Linked DNA regions of Triticum aestivum: region 1 is linked to region 2. The links are chromatin contacts, called in public Hi-C maps. All regions are on one chromosome and are shown on one strand. The core of a region is the stretch at or near the end of the contact, and the rest is flanking DNA. Distances in the headings are between cores, read along the strand shown. Region 1 has its middle 110 kb from the start of LOC123085752. Region 2 holds the start of LOC123085751 (NAC domain-containing protein 1).

Region 1 (2,700 bases), core at 50-2,549, 460 kb before region 2:
TCAGGTATTGTCTAGGTGGTGATTTGTGCCGTAGCTACAAGAAATTAATTATTGTATAGGGGCCTTTCTTTCTTTTTTTCTTCCTTTTGTCTTTTGGCTGTGTGCATCCGTAATCAGTGGCGAAGCCAGGAGTTTAAAGTTGTGATGCCAATTCAAAATTGTGATGTCAAATAGTTGTATTTAGATTAATTCTATATTATTTTTTGAACGTCTTCTACTGATTTGACCCTAATCCTGTGTAGTCAACTGACTACACAGAACACCCCTGGCACCGCCACTGTCCGTAATGTCTTTACGACATTGCGTTATTGCAGAGCCTAGGTGAAATTGGTATCATCGCGATATTAATATATTTCCCTTGTTGAAAAAGTTATCCAAAAGTGCCTGGCCCAATATTTTGTCTTTGCTCAATATTTTTGTCCATGGTTAATCGCGAGGCAAATCCTTATGGGCGTGCAGTGCGGCACGTAGCCAGATCGCTCGCGAAGCTTTACTCTTGGCACGACGTCGATCTATATCTATATAACCCACCTCTGCATGCGCGGGCCCGCACGTGCATATCGTCCTCAGTTCGTTCGTCATCTCATCTCCGTCTCGCCAGCGCGCCTCTGCCGGGCCACCACCAGTTCGAGATCGAGATCACCCGGCCGTCGACACGTGCCTCGACAGCGACTTGGCGAATCGCCCGACGACTACCGCAAAGTTACTCGTTATAGAATTCGCTCGCTATTCCCTGACGGCGACGCCCGCGCAAATCCGCGCACGAGGTCGCTGTTGCGCCTTCTATTTTTAGAGCCCAGCTTCACCGCTCGATTCGCCTCCCGGGCGTCGCGACTGCGTGCAGCAACAAACGCAACACAATCTACCAAGTCATTGGGGATTTTGGACTAGCTACCTATAATAGCAGCTAGCGATATGTATATAGACACATCGCAGACGGGATTAATGGATAGACGCGACGCGATCGACCTAACCCCTGACTACGATATGATTTAGGATAATCACGCCCGTAAACGAAGCCAGCCACACCCCTAGCGGCTTAATTGTGTCCGTGGAAAAGCTGCTAAATCCTGCCGTCATGTCCAGGATAATCACGCAATTAGCCATTAGGCCACGGCTTGCCATAAACGTGTGTTTAGTGGGCCTTCTGTACCGCGGCTGATGCGTGGGGTCTCCATCGGTCGTGTTAGGATAAAGATCAGCTTAATTTTCCTTGATTATATACATACTTTGCTTATCTGTGCCTAAACTCATGTAGAATCCAGGCCTGTGGATAGGGTTAGCGCTTTGTGGGTTGTGGCGTCCAACCCGCTCATTGCTATTATTTCCGATGCCATCCAGGTCACTGGTACACGTGCGAGAACGACTCCAATAATTCTGGGACCTGGTCGTTGTGGTTTTTCTATGATAGCGAACAAGACTGAGTTTTTCTGTATATTTGAGACGAAAACCCTACGAGCATACGACAAATTTACAAATCAAATATTTAGATAATAAATTGCTTGAAATATCATCGAATTCTCCCTTAATACGTGGAGCGCGCACTGGGACTAAGGCTAAAAGAGTTGTTCACACCTGGGATCTGGCCTTTCGATGGATAAAGACTCTGACGTTCAGTCAGATCACTGGCTTCATGTTTCTAAAGAAAAAGTCACTGACTTCATCAGTCTAGTCAAGATTCAATATATTTAAAACTTACACATTTACTCTGATTTTTTCTTTTGCTGCCAGCGTGTTACTCTCTATTTTTCACTTTCTTTTTTGCTAGGATGGTAACTATCTTCCCGCTCAATTTCAAATTGCGATATTTACATTTCTTCATTAAGTCGAACTCACTACTCATATTTACCCTCGTTTTTTAGTTTGCTCAGTTTTGCCTCCAAAAGAGCTTTTTTTTGACAAGGGGAATATATTAATATCGTGAAGATACCAAGCTGTGTACCAACAAAATGTCAAAAAAGAAAGTAAAAAGAGCAAAAGAAAAAAGACACCGTTACGGTGATCAATCACTAGCATCAACAACACTCTAACCACCACCGAAGACAACACCTTGATTACAGAAAGGGTTCTCCAAAAGAAGCGCCTCCAAGAAGGAAACGATGCACACACATACTCGTTGCCCCATCAAAGATCTAGGGTTTTTTCACCTTGGAGAAAGTACGAGTTCACCCGAAAACAATGCCTTCAGCAAAGCCATTGCAAGGTACAACCAATGAAGATCAGATCTTAGGTTTTCACCCTAGGAGGTTTTCACCCTAGGAATTGAGACTCGATACTCGAGGAGCACCACAAAAAATGCAGTTCTCCAGTGTTGTCGCCCCTCTTGCCGAGGCCGGTGTCGCAAGTCACCAAACACGTGCACACAGTCTTCTTCGCATCCAATACACCCTTCCACCAAAGCTTCAAAACCTCCAATCGCAGCCGCCATGAATTTCGCCACCTCTATTAGCGCCTTGGAAATCTTGACTTAGACATGTCCCAGGACACCGATAAGAAATTGAAGCTTCGCACTGCGCCCTCTTGAGGCCATTCTAGTTTATAATACGAGAGCGCGCCACCGAAGCTTTTTCGGTCTAGATATCCAGGGACGACATTCGCCAATCCATATAGATCTGCGACGGGCAAGACCGGAACTCGTCAACGGCCAAATCCAAGAGGTCGACATCAGGCAGAAAGACAACTTGGTAAAAGGAGAGCGCT
Region 2 (2,700 bases), core at 187-2,686:
GTTTAGGATCGATGGTAACAGGAGACGAGGGACACAATGTTTTACTCAGGTTCGGGCCCTCTCTATGGAGGTAATACCCTACGTCATGCTTGATTGATCTTGATGAATATGAGTATTACAAGAGTTGATCTACCGCGAGATCGTAATGGCTAAACCCTAAGAGTCTAACCTGGCTATGATTATGGTAATGATTGTCCCTCCTCCGGACTAAGTCCTTTGGTTTATATAGACATCGAGAGGATTTAGGGTTACATAAGGTCGGTTACAAAAAAAGGAATCTACTTATTTGATCGCCAAGCTTGCCTTCCACGCCAAGGAGAGTCCCATCCGGACACAGGCGCAGTCTTCGGTCTTTGTATCCTCACAACCCATCAGTCCGGCCCATGGCTAACAGGCCGGACGCCCGAGGACCCCTTAGTTCAGGACTCCCTCACAAGGCAAGGGTGGGATTAAATCATTTGCTAAATGATGTAAAAAAATCATTTAATAAATTGCCCATATTTCCAACATATAGTTCAAACTTATTTCCCTCGCAAGAAAAGAATAGTTCAAATAGCCTGCTTAGCATAATGGGTCCACCACATCGATATCATACTAGGTAATATGCACAAGAATAGTAGCAAGCACAATTCATATACAAGACAAAGCTAATACAGGTTGAAGCTGCATATGGTACCGCTACGCTTTCTTTCTTTTGCCAGACTAACCCTACTACGGGTCCAATTTCTTGTCTGTAGCATATGCCTTTCTTAGCCAGAAAAAGCCCAAACAAACAAATCCTACCCTCATAACCTGTTTCCGCGCCATCTCACTGTAGTGTCGAACTAAATCTGGCCTTGCTACTAGACCCACAAATTTGTCAACATATTGCATACCTTCCTTTTTGTTCTATCCCTGTTAATCTAGCTGAAGTTGCCTATATGTTAGTCCGGAGTCTCTACACTCTGACTCATGCATCCTTGGCAAAAAACCCAAGGAACGATTCATTTATGTCAAAAAAGAATAACAGAGTTTCCTATCATTTTTTGGCTGAATGAATATAAGCCGTGTTTTTTTTTGAAACTATATAAGCCGTGTTATTACTCTGCAACAACGGTGTGGGATCCGAAAACTTCACAAAAAAAAAACGGTGTGGGATTCCGTTGTGTCGGGTGGATCGGGCGAGAGATTCGGCCCAAATCCATCGCTCAGCAGGCAACACGTGCGTGCGCCAGCGAGTTTCACCGGCCGACGTCATGGCGGCCCATGTCCATGCCCAATCCCCGGCGCCATCACGCCGGACGTGAGGAATAACGAATCAACGATAACCACACACCCGGCCCCTTCCCGACGAAACCACAGAGAAGCCCTCCCTCCCTCCCTCCTGGCCGGGCCATGGCCAGGCGTCACGCGCACAAGAGGACAAAATTCCGCAACCATATAAGCGGCCCCTCCCCTCTCGTCTCCAAAAGTTCGAGCTCCTCATTTCTCATACCTACAAGCTCTGCTCATCTATCGCTAGCTCCCTCTAGCTACCAGATCTTCTTCCAAGCCTGGTTAGCAGTCGAAGTTATCTAGCTAGCTAGCTAGCTAGGGTTTTTGTCATCGAGCGCGCGTGGCGTGGCGATGATCATGTCCGACCCGGCCATGCTGCCGCCGGGCTTCCGGTTCCACCCGACGGACGAGGAGCTCATCCTCCACTACCTCCGCAACCGCGCCGCCGAATCGCCCTGCCCCGTCTCCATCATCGCCGACGTTGATATCTACAAGTTCGACCCATGGGCCCTGCCATGTTAGTACCTCTGCACCAACAGATCATGATTCATGCATGCTGATGATCCATTCATTTGATTCCCACTTGCGCTAGCTTCACTCTCATCTCAATAATCGTCTGTTATTTCTCTTGTTTCTTTAATTTTGGGGGTTAATTAATTCCAGCCAAGGCTAGCTACGGGGACAGGGAGTGGTACTTCTTCACGCCGAGGGACCGTAAGTACCCCAACGGTGTCCGGCCGAACCGCGCCGCGGGCTCTGGCTACTGGAAAGCCACCGGCACCGACAAGCCCATCCGCTGCAGCGCCACCGGCGAGAGCGTCGGCGTCAAGAAGGCCCTCGTCTTCTACAAGGGCCGCCCGCCCAAGGGCATCAAGACCAACTGGATCATGCACGAATACCGCCTGGCCGCCGCCGACGCGCACGCCGCCAACACCTACCGCCCCATGAAGTTCCGCAACGCCTCCATGAGGGTAAGTCGCCAGCACGTACGGTACAGCAATCAATCAAACATATAAACAAATTAAATCAACTGAACTGAACACCCAAAACCCTAGTATGGAGTATAAAACCACATATAGGAGTAGATCTTATATGTCTGTCAATTCGTGTCATGGTAGTCGCATGCGTGGCACCGAACGATATGCACGCACCTGCCCGCGCACTTGCACAGCGATTTTTCTGGGAGGGCGTACGGGTTCGTGTCGTCGGCATGTCAGATTTTGCCAAAATGGAATCGGGTTGTGCAGTGGCTTGCCAGTGGACGCAAGAGCTGCTAGCTTTAATGTGCGTGTCTCGTTTAAAGAAATGTTCTTTAGGCATACTTGGCATGGTTGCGCGAAGTCAATAGATCCGACAATGATAGGCCTGATTGATGCATACGCGTGTTAATGACTGATTCACCTTTCGCCTGCTTGATTGAAAGCTTTATTCATTTATTTCTAGATT

The links. A called contact is a pair of places that touch in the nucleus more often than the background predicts.
Region 1: a contact with region 2 is called in a Hi-C map of leaf, with 2.5 times the contacts expected there. The contact joins the enhancer-like site here to the promoter of LOC123085751 in region 2. A contact is called at or near these places in 2 of 5 Hi-C or Micro-C datasets (both in leaf) and 1 of 1 datasets of contacts at active chromatin or transcription factors (leaf).

Annotation. Positions count from the first base shown.
Region 1 is chr4A:174,397,215-174,399,914 of IWGSC CS RefSeq v2.1, reverse strand. No RefSeq gene overlaps it. Among protein-coding and RNA genes, the nearest start is that of LOC123085752, 110 kb to the left of the region's middle. Within about 2 kb of position 1,299, at least 1 of the 8 cell types and tissues checked has an H3K27ac peak or open chromatin away from gene starts, as enhancers often do. A contact at or near this core is called in leaf, where this site is marked.
Region 2 is chr4A:173,939,084-173,941,783 of IWGSC CS RefSeq v2.1, reverse strand. It overlaps LOC123085751 (NAC domain-containing protein 1), which reads left to right and starts at 1,436. Exons shown (of 3, transcript XM_044507448.1): 1 at 1,436-1,771; 2 at 1,918-2,225. The coding sequence starts at 1,606.